Regions from separate parts of the Gasterosteus aculeatus genome. Here region 1 is linked to region 2. Evidence: chromatin contacts called from public Hi-C data. All regions are on one chromosome and are shown on one strand. Each heading gives the region's core, a stretch centred on a gene start, on an enhancer-like site or on the middle of the called end of the contact. The rest is flanking DNA. Distances are from core to core; before and after follow the strand shown.

Region 1 (4,533 bases), core at 285-2,784, 190 kb before region 2:
GTCACGCTGTCTAAAAGGCATGCAATGGCTTCGATGAAAGACTCTTTCTGGAAAATGAATTCAGGGGGTTTATTATAGACAGATCAATATTTTATATAAACCAAATATGGGTTATCAGAGAGCTATCGTGAACTCAGTGGTCTTAGTCAGAGAATCTTTTGAGGTCTTAGTTGTGATTTTTATGGCACGTTTTCCCTCTTCCTCCTTGTTTCCAGCACAACAGGGTCTTACACTGTCTGCTTTTATCCAAAGTGAAGACAGAGTAAGCAACTAGGAAGGGAAAGTAGCTGCACACCTAACAGTAGAAAGGGATTTCCCCTCAAGAAAAACACAGCAAATAAGGAATATCACATTTGAAAAGTCTTTGGGGCATTTTCTTCACTTTTGACAGTATTGAGCAAGTTTCTTGAAAAAAGTACATACAGTATTATCTGAAAAAATAATACATGGGTGGGAATGGTTGTGATGATTTATGCCCCTCCCCTCTCTGGTCACTCGGTACAGCACGTGCCGATAAAAATAGTTCACAAGCAAAGGGGCAAAGGTCAGCCTTCATAGTAACTTCACAGTGGGTTTGAAGAGCCGGACTGCCCCTCTCTTATAACGATTGGGCTGGGGGAAGAAATCTGATGTTTCCAATAAGCGAGGAGAGTATGTTGCATTATCGTTTTTGCATTTGGTGGCGTGTGACGAGAAATGCGCAAATCAAAAGAAACCTGTTACATTACTTGACCTTAGAAATTTTACATTTTTACGGTAGTTACATTACAAAGAATGTTATTTTGTTAGGGTACGATGTTAATTCATTACTTTAACACAAACCATGCTCTTATTCCCTTACCTTAACCGAATAGTCTTGTTGCATGAAACAGATCGTTGTACTCTGTCAAACACACGGCAGTATGTGTTTCTGAGAATGTGATACAAGGCTGTTATGAAATAGATTTATGATTAGCGATTGCAAAGGGTTGTAGGAAAAGATAATTTCATTCAACTCCGAAAATGGATTGATTGTTTGTTTGTATGTAAAGTGGAGTGGGCAGTACTCATCTTCCTGGTGAGTTATATGGACGCACTGATGGCTCCAGTGAAGAAAGACAGCAGGCAGAGATGGAAGCAACGCTGTAACGTGAGCCAGCACACGTCCCGAGCTGTTGTTAATGTTTGCCGTGCTCTTCAACAGAATGAGCCCGTCCAACCATTCCCTCTCCTACAACTGTTGTGCCTGGCAACACACTTAAGAAGACAGGTGTCAAAACCAAAGTTTTACGCATAATCGGTTCAATGTGTCTCTTTGAACCATGTAATGCTCAGTGTGCAAAGCTCCTCGGTCAACCATCACCAATCCAGGAGCCCCAATCCTTATCCAAGCCCAACTCCTCACCCCACTCCCCCACGGCCAATCAACACATCTCAGTACCCTGTAACAGATGGCCGTAGGGGTCAGCAGGGGTTAGCTGGGCCAGGGAGGGGGTTGGCTAAGGTTAGGCAGGGGCACTGGGGTGTTTGGGATTGTTGTGACATGGCCTGTCTGCCTGTCAGTATGCAGGTGGATGAGTAGCATGTGGCCGCCAATCCCCTGCTTGCACCGTGCACTCTACCATAGACAGGGCTTCAATTCAAGAGGTCAAGATGCCGCGGTGGAGGGATTCAGTAGTCATCCTAGATCCCCAAAAAATGTCAGCCTACTCAGCACCCCCCTCGCACCTGCTCTGGAAAAGTGCAGTGTTCAGCTTTGGAGTGAGGAATGTCTAAAGAAAACACAAAGAACAAGGAAGGACTGATGAACCTGGCCAGTGCGGAACAATGATTAATCTACGCGTATTAACCCCCAAGACCTGTGACCTCTTTTATTATTTGAAGCGATGTTTCTTCTTGTTGATTAGATTTTTTGGGCTGAATTTATTCGAGAGCGAGCATACAGTTTTGTCTGAAGCCCCGTTATTAATCAGCATTTATATGTCGATTTTTTTCAAGTGTAAAGTTTAATCACCACATGTTTAGAACCTCACTAACTACAAAGCTCTCCATACCCTTGCCCCCTCCTATTGTTCTGACCTTCTGCACCAACATGCACTGCCCCGCAGCCTTAAATGCATCAACGCCAACCCCCTCCTCCCTCTCATCTGGTCCAACCGCATAGGGCCTGGGGGGACAGGGCATCCTCCACAATATGACTTTGCTGATACACTGAATTTAACTACTGCACCACCCACTGGTCGATAGTTCTATTAAAATGTTTTCAAAAATATTGCCGGCCAATTTGGTTGGATATTTTGTGATGCCCAGACGATGACTCGTACTGGCTACGGCTTTACTTTTTCTTTACGCCAACATGTTCATAATTTGGATTTGTTTGGAATTTTCCATGAAATTTAGGACCAATCCCTGCAGTGGCCAAATAAATTGGTCCTGGCTGTTGGCGGTCCTCTGACTTCTCCTCTTGTGCAATTGTGAAGTTGAATTTGTGTTTTTGAGTGTGTCTCATTAAAACAGCATCTAATCTTTATATCCAATACTTTAAATTGATGACTAACTAGCTGTAAAACTGACATTACAAATCAACCTCCATCAATCAATTCATCCTAAAATGTATTCCTCCATGATCATATTCTCTAGTTATAGTGCAGGGTTTGTCAAAGAAACTACTTAACCTTTTGACGGCTCATAAGACATCATCTGTAAAGTTCCCTCCTTGAGTTCAAGTGCCAAATAAATTCAGTGTAACTAATGAAAGCATCATCCAGCATAATAAATGTTAAATATTTATCATTCACTTGTCTCTCCTGATTTGAATACTATAGTTTGATTCGGAAGGTGAGGAGAAGATATGGGCACATTGGTTTCCCAGCAGGAAAGCAAACACTGAACTTCTCATCTGGCCTCCAAAATATCAAGACTCTGATCGCCGCCTGGTCCGGTAGCTGAGTACAAACATGTCTCCAACCCTACGTTCCCCGGCATCCTCCACAGCCCTCCCTACTGCATGTCGATCATGCCTTAGAGCATATAAACCCCCTCCTCCGTATGCTGCGTATCCCAAATCGTTTATCACAGTTTTTACACTTATCAAGTTATTCATTAGCACATTCTTTCCATTGCCACAAACTGGGCAGGCTGCTGATGTTGTCTGAGTCCAAACTAGAAAACCTCCGGGCTCAAATTAAGGTCAATCCTGGTCGTGATGGCTCCAATATGACTGAATTCAACACGTATATGATAACGCATTGTGTACACTATAGCAGACGCATACATCACTGTGTTATGCATCTGTGGTTATTTATGTCCAGGACATAGTGAAACCCCAATGCTACATAGGAAGGGCAGCACAACGAGCCCATTGGGATTCCATAGCTCACTGGACCACTGTTTTCTCCCTGAGGATACCCTGCTAAAATAAACAGCCACTGCAGCAAGAAATGAAAACAATGAAATGACCGACAACTGACACAACATCAGCTTGTGTGTGTGTGTGTGTGTGTGTGTGTGTGTATCTGTGCAAGCGTGTGAGCGTGCTCGCTCACATATGTACGTCACTGATATCTCTGGGAAAGTGTTCTCTCGCTCAGGCCGGATCTGCGCTGGCAGATGCATTTGCCTGGTGGGACCGTGGGGACGTGTGCGTCTGTGTGTGTCTGTGTGTGAAGGGGTGGGCTGTAATCGTGGCAACTGTAAACAGTCACTGGTATTGAGTTCTTCCTTTTTCCCTATTTCGCAGTCTCCTTCCCGCGTTTGTTGCGTGCCAGTGCATGTGTCTGTCTGTGTCCGTCACCGCCTGTGAGTAATGTCCAGATCTATCCACTTAACAACAGTGTCTGTACGGGGTGCTTATGTCCTGTTACATTAGCTTGGATCACATCTGGGAAAAATAACAATAAGTCCTCTAACTTTAAACCAAATCTAAGCCAACAAATAATAAATAAGTTGGCTAATAACAAGTTGCAGTATGAAGCAAAGGTGGTCTAACATCAGGGCTTTGGGTGTGGAGGATAGACATGCTGCTTTCTTATATGATATGGCCTGTTGACAAAAATAATAGTTCAATAATAGAAAATAATTAAATTTTTGTTTTAGGATAATGTCCAATGGCTGATTGCCACACCTGTCCTTATGATTCCTATCATGAGTCGGAGGAGGAACGAGTCTGCCACTCACAGTGGAAGCTGGCGTCATTGTCACGTTTGCACTTGTGCTGTGAAAGAGGAGACCCTGACATGAACCCAAACCACTTGCTGGCTCAGCTTCTGACTCCCACCGCAGTAAAACAACAACTGATCCACTGAGTGTTTCATTAGGTTAACAAGCTCTATATCTTCCTTTTCGCTCCTTTTTATCCACTCTTAAAAAAAGGGAGATTTCCTCTAAAAATCTTTAGACAAAACTCAGCATGGAGTAGCGAAAAACAGGTCGCTGCTCCATGCAGCTACATACCGTACCACACTGTACAAAACGGTCATGTTTTAAGTTAACATTGTAGTAACATATCATATTGTTGTAGAGAGACACTGTAACCGTCAAAACCAAAAAACTGCA
Region 2 (4,404 bases), core at 577-3,076:
TCCCAATTTCTATGGATGTGCAGAATTCAAATTCAGGCCCCCAGTCGGAAGCACAGTTCGTTCCTCCGCTTAACAAAAGTCTTCCCATGAAGAACGCCAAACTGTTTTTATTGCCTTGTAACCTTGAGCTCAGAGGCTTTTGCCTCATTCATGATGACAACATCTCAACGCACATTTGTGTGTCTGTGCGTCTGTTTGCGTGCCTGCAAGACCAAGAGAAGTGAGGAAGAGGGGGGGGGGGTGTAAAGAAAAAGGGGGCTTTGGGAGGGGAGTGGTGGCAGGTGGGGGGTTGGGAGGGGAGTGGTGGGGCGGAGGGGGGTGAGAGAGAGAATGAAAGAGAAGGGAGGGGAAATCCAAGGGAGAATCGAACAAAAAGGTGCACGGAACAGAATCCCCTATCCATCATTTAAAGAGAACGGTCAAGTAAACAGCAGTGTCGTTCATCAGTGTCCTTCCCACGGGGAGCAGGACAATGCTGCCGCACACTGCTCCCCGTGGGCCGAAACTCCGAAACACGCCACAACAAAAACAAAAAACTTAAATGAGTGATGTCACAGTGGGTGTTGTCCATCTGCCCTCCAAGGCGAAAGCTCTTCTGCCACAACAGTGATGAGGTGTGTCCAGGAATCTGACGAGCTTCTCTACGTTCATTGTGATGACAAATTAGCTCACTACGCATTTGATGCGGGGAAACCTCCATGCACGCTGAATAGATTGGCCTCACTCTACCTATTATTAGATGCTGTTAACAGGAACAGATTTATTTATTTGGCGGTGAATGCCGATGCTCGGCCTCATGTAATAAGGGGGAATGCACAAAGCTGCTTCATATGTAGGATTTATTTCGTCCAGAACTAAATGGGGTTAGATAGTAAGACTTTTGATTAGGTCACTCGTGTAACTACGTAACTAGTTATTACATTTGAGGTGTTCTGTCTTATTAGTGGTCATTCTGAACTGCACATCTATAAAAGACATTTTTGTGAGTAATGTGTCTTTATTTCCAAGAGTGTGTGACCTCAATCTGAAAATGTAGTTTTTTTATTGACAGTTACATTGCCTGTCCCGTTTGCAATGTTGTTCCAGCTGCCGTGTTCAGTTGAGTAACGTAGAAAAGGTAGAATGAAGAGGTAGAATGAGTAGTTGTGCGTCTATGGCTCACCTGTTTGAGGTTGTACAGGCCGTGTTTGTCACAGTTTGGGAGTTTCAGTACGTACAGGTCCTCCAGTGGGCCTCTGTTATCCTGAGAGGTGATTTTGGAGATCTCCTCCAAGACGCTGTCCAGCTCCTGCTGACATGCACTCTGAAGGACGAGCAGGGACAAAGTGATTGACACCCGCGCTAAATGGGACAATTGCCATTGAGCGTTTAGTCCAAAAGGTGTACAAATACATTTACAGGAGTAAAAGCACTTAACTTTCAACAAAAAGTGAAATAATAGATTCACCAGAAGACATTAAATGGAGTCGGTATAAGTTTTATGTGTGTGTTCTGTTCAATAAAAAGAAAGGAGAAATAAAATACGGCTGTGTGTCTTGTAAAAATGTCACAAATACACACATTTATAGCTAACATTTGTATGAGGGGCAAGAGGTAAGGCAACCGGAAAGTTCCGCCGGGACTGATGTGAGTCTCGTGGAGTGCAATGTGAGCGGCCAGACTCAGCAGGTGGTCACGGCCGCACACACACGTACATGCACCTACACAGGGTCCTACGCAGACACACACTAATGCAGACGCATGTTCGGAAATACAACGCACACTATTCCTGTTGCACGGACGGTCGCATAAACACTGGCCACGTATAGTATCCACGTGCACACACACACACACAAGCACGAGCACAGACTTTAGTGTAACACACAGCTATCAGTGTTTCAGGCTGCCGGTGGGATCAAAGGGGTCCGGTCTTGTGATTAGTTGGCTGAAGATGAGAGAGACGGACGAGAGGAGGCTCAGTGTGCCGTGAGCCTTATCGGACATTTGGCTGAAAAGTAGCACACTCCTTTTTTTCTCTCCGGCTCACTCTTTTAACACTTTCTCCTAGTCTGTGATTGCTCTCGCTCTCTCTCATTCATTCTCCCTCTCTGTCTCCCCGTCCGTCTTCACTCACGGCACCTTTCATGCTAATACGACAGCACAGGCACCAGCCAATCGGATCGCGTTCATGCTCACGTCTAAAGAGCGCGAAGCTCAAAAATAAAAGATGGGGGACCAAACTCTGTAGAATAAGGGGTCCCTGCTCCATCTCGCCATCAGTTTGGGGGACCTTGGCCTGAAAAACGATGCTTTGATGCTTTAGTGCCATGAGCACAAGCCTGACCTCCAGGCCTAACCGTTATAGATGAGTTGCTCAAAGGAAAACCAAAGAAGATAAAACAACAGCGAAGAGAGCAAATGTAGTGAATAAAAAGACCACCTTACATCAGGTGCAGGATTCCCTTCTTTTTGCACAGAAATCAACAATTTCTAAAAACGTTTAAAGGCTCATACAGTGACTATCGAGGAGAGGTATTCAGCCAGGAATGAATCGAATGCTCCAAATGGTCAGTCCGCCACTGAACCGGGTCGGAGATTCTGGTGTGTTTGGTGTCTGGAAGCTAATGTAGCATTGAGCCGCTAGCCTCAGGCAGACATGAGGAGCATTTTATAATCAATATCTGACTTTCTTCTAAATGTGCATCCCCGGGTCTTTAAAAAAACAAATCATTCAGTTAGAGCAGCTCCCTCTGCAACCCTGTCTCTGATAACATTCCCATATCTTCACTCATGTTTTCAGAAAATGACAATGACTTACATCACAATTTCCAATTAATTTCATGTGATTTCAGAGAAATATTAAGTCTCCAAAATGCTGCTTTTCATGAAAAAAGTTGCTTAGCTTGGTTTCTATGCTTATTGTGTTTTTTAATGGCTCAAATAAAGTGTTAAAAAGGGTTTAATAAGGCCAAAGATTGAGGAAAATAAGTAAAGAAAAGAAAACCTCTGTGCGAAAACAATAATATGAATGCGGTGGAGACTTTTAATTAACTGAAGCAAATGTGTTCGCATAATTAAGTAAATAAAGGCCACAAACGTGATAGAAACCAAGCTGACATCAAAATATTATGTCTACAGTATTTGACCTCACAAGAACAAGCGGAACAAAGTGCATCCATGCTGAAAACCAGATGCCCTGAAGCCGCTCACCCTGCCCAGCTGCACAACTTATTTTACCGCATTCTCTCCTTTGTTGCTTCTAATGATGTTGACAATGTTTTGCACCCTCCCGCTCATGAATTTTTTTGTTTTATGTTTTTTTCGGTGCTAGCGAGTGAGTTAAGTGAGGGAGAAAATGGGCAAATGCACATGGTTGTTTGCCAGGCTGAGACATATATGGGCCTCCACATGTGTCGCCCCCCCCCCCCCCCCCCCCTTCCCCTCCCCTCCCCTCTCCCCACCCACCTCTTCCCCCGGGGCCCAAGCTCATTTGCATGAGACAGAGAGAATATCTGTGTTTGTACGCCGCCCCATTTAACTGTTTTTACTTTTTGTAGTGCTGCGTTTTAGACTGTGAAATGTTGAGTGAGTGTTAAAGAATGGGGTGGGGGTTGGGGTGGGGTAGGGTGGAGGGGGTGTTCTTTAGACTGCATCAAACTGCCAACACACATTCCGCTGTGGAGGGCAAAACAACAACTTTACTTTCCAACAGGAAGATGCCGATTATCGAAACTTCGAAACTTCTTTCTTTTCATACATCATTGGAAAAGCGTCAATAAAAGCACAAAGCGCATTACCGCTTTAAAGCGGAACGCAATCATGATTTTCAAGTTGATATACGAGTATAAATATCTGTAGTCAAATTATTGTGCCATTTTATGAATAGCATTTCACATGGCTCCATTATCAGCATATCATCAACGTGGTTGCATCATGTCTTCTTATTTTAAAGGCTTATTCTATCAGGGCGATATTCTGAAATGTCATCGACAACAGCAACGAGTTGAGGGATTTAGGCAGGATGTCTTTGAGGGTGAGGTCAGGGCAAGTCACCCAGGCGATGAATGCAAAACCGACTGTGTGCACGTGCGTATGCCTGTTTGAGTGAAAGAGTGCCCAGAGGAGGGCACCACCGTACCAGTCAGTGGTGCTCGCACGGCACCTTGTTGACCCTCAGTCGCTGCTTCGCTTTGCAACGAACGCAGAACGTGAACACAAGCGATGCTGCTGCTGGAGGAAGCAAATCGTTTTTAGGGAGTTGAGTTTATGCTAAATCACCCTGCACTTAAATTTGATTTTAATATCTGCTGCTATGCCTGTAGAGGCCATGTATTCTAACGTATAGCCCATGCATGTGTCATTGGTGTCATAGTGCAGATATGTTTGGGTGTTGTATTTATATTTAGAAAAGTATCTTTCAGATCC

The links. A called contact is a pair of places that touch in the nucleus more often than the background predicts.
Region 1: a Hi-C map of skeletal muscle shows a contact between it and region 2, with 3 times the contacts expected there. The contact joins two enhancer-like sites. A contact is called at or near these places in 3 of 6 Hi-C or Micro-C datasets (skeletal muscle and tail fin).

What each region holds. Positions count from the first base shown.
Region 1 is chr16:6,518,557-6,523,089 of fGasAcu3.hap1.1, reverse strand. No RefSeq gene overlaps it. Among protein-coding and RNA genes, the nearest start is that of LOC144388724, 19 kb to the left of the region's middle. Within about 2 kb of position 1,534, at least 1 of the 9 cell types and tissues checked has open chromatin away from gene starts, as enhancers often do.
Region 2 is chr16:6,329,468-6,333,871 of fGasAcu3.hap1.1, reverse strand. It overlaps igfbp2b (insulin-like growth factor binding protein 2b), which reads right to left. Exons shown (of 4, transcript XM_040201924.2): 3 at 1,163-1,303. Among protein-coding and RNA genes, the nearest start is that of LOC144388722, 9.3 kb to the right of the region's middle. Within about 2 kb of position 1,826, at least 1 of the 9 cell types and tissues checked has open chromatin away from gene starts, as enhancers often do.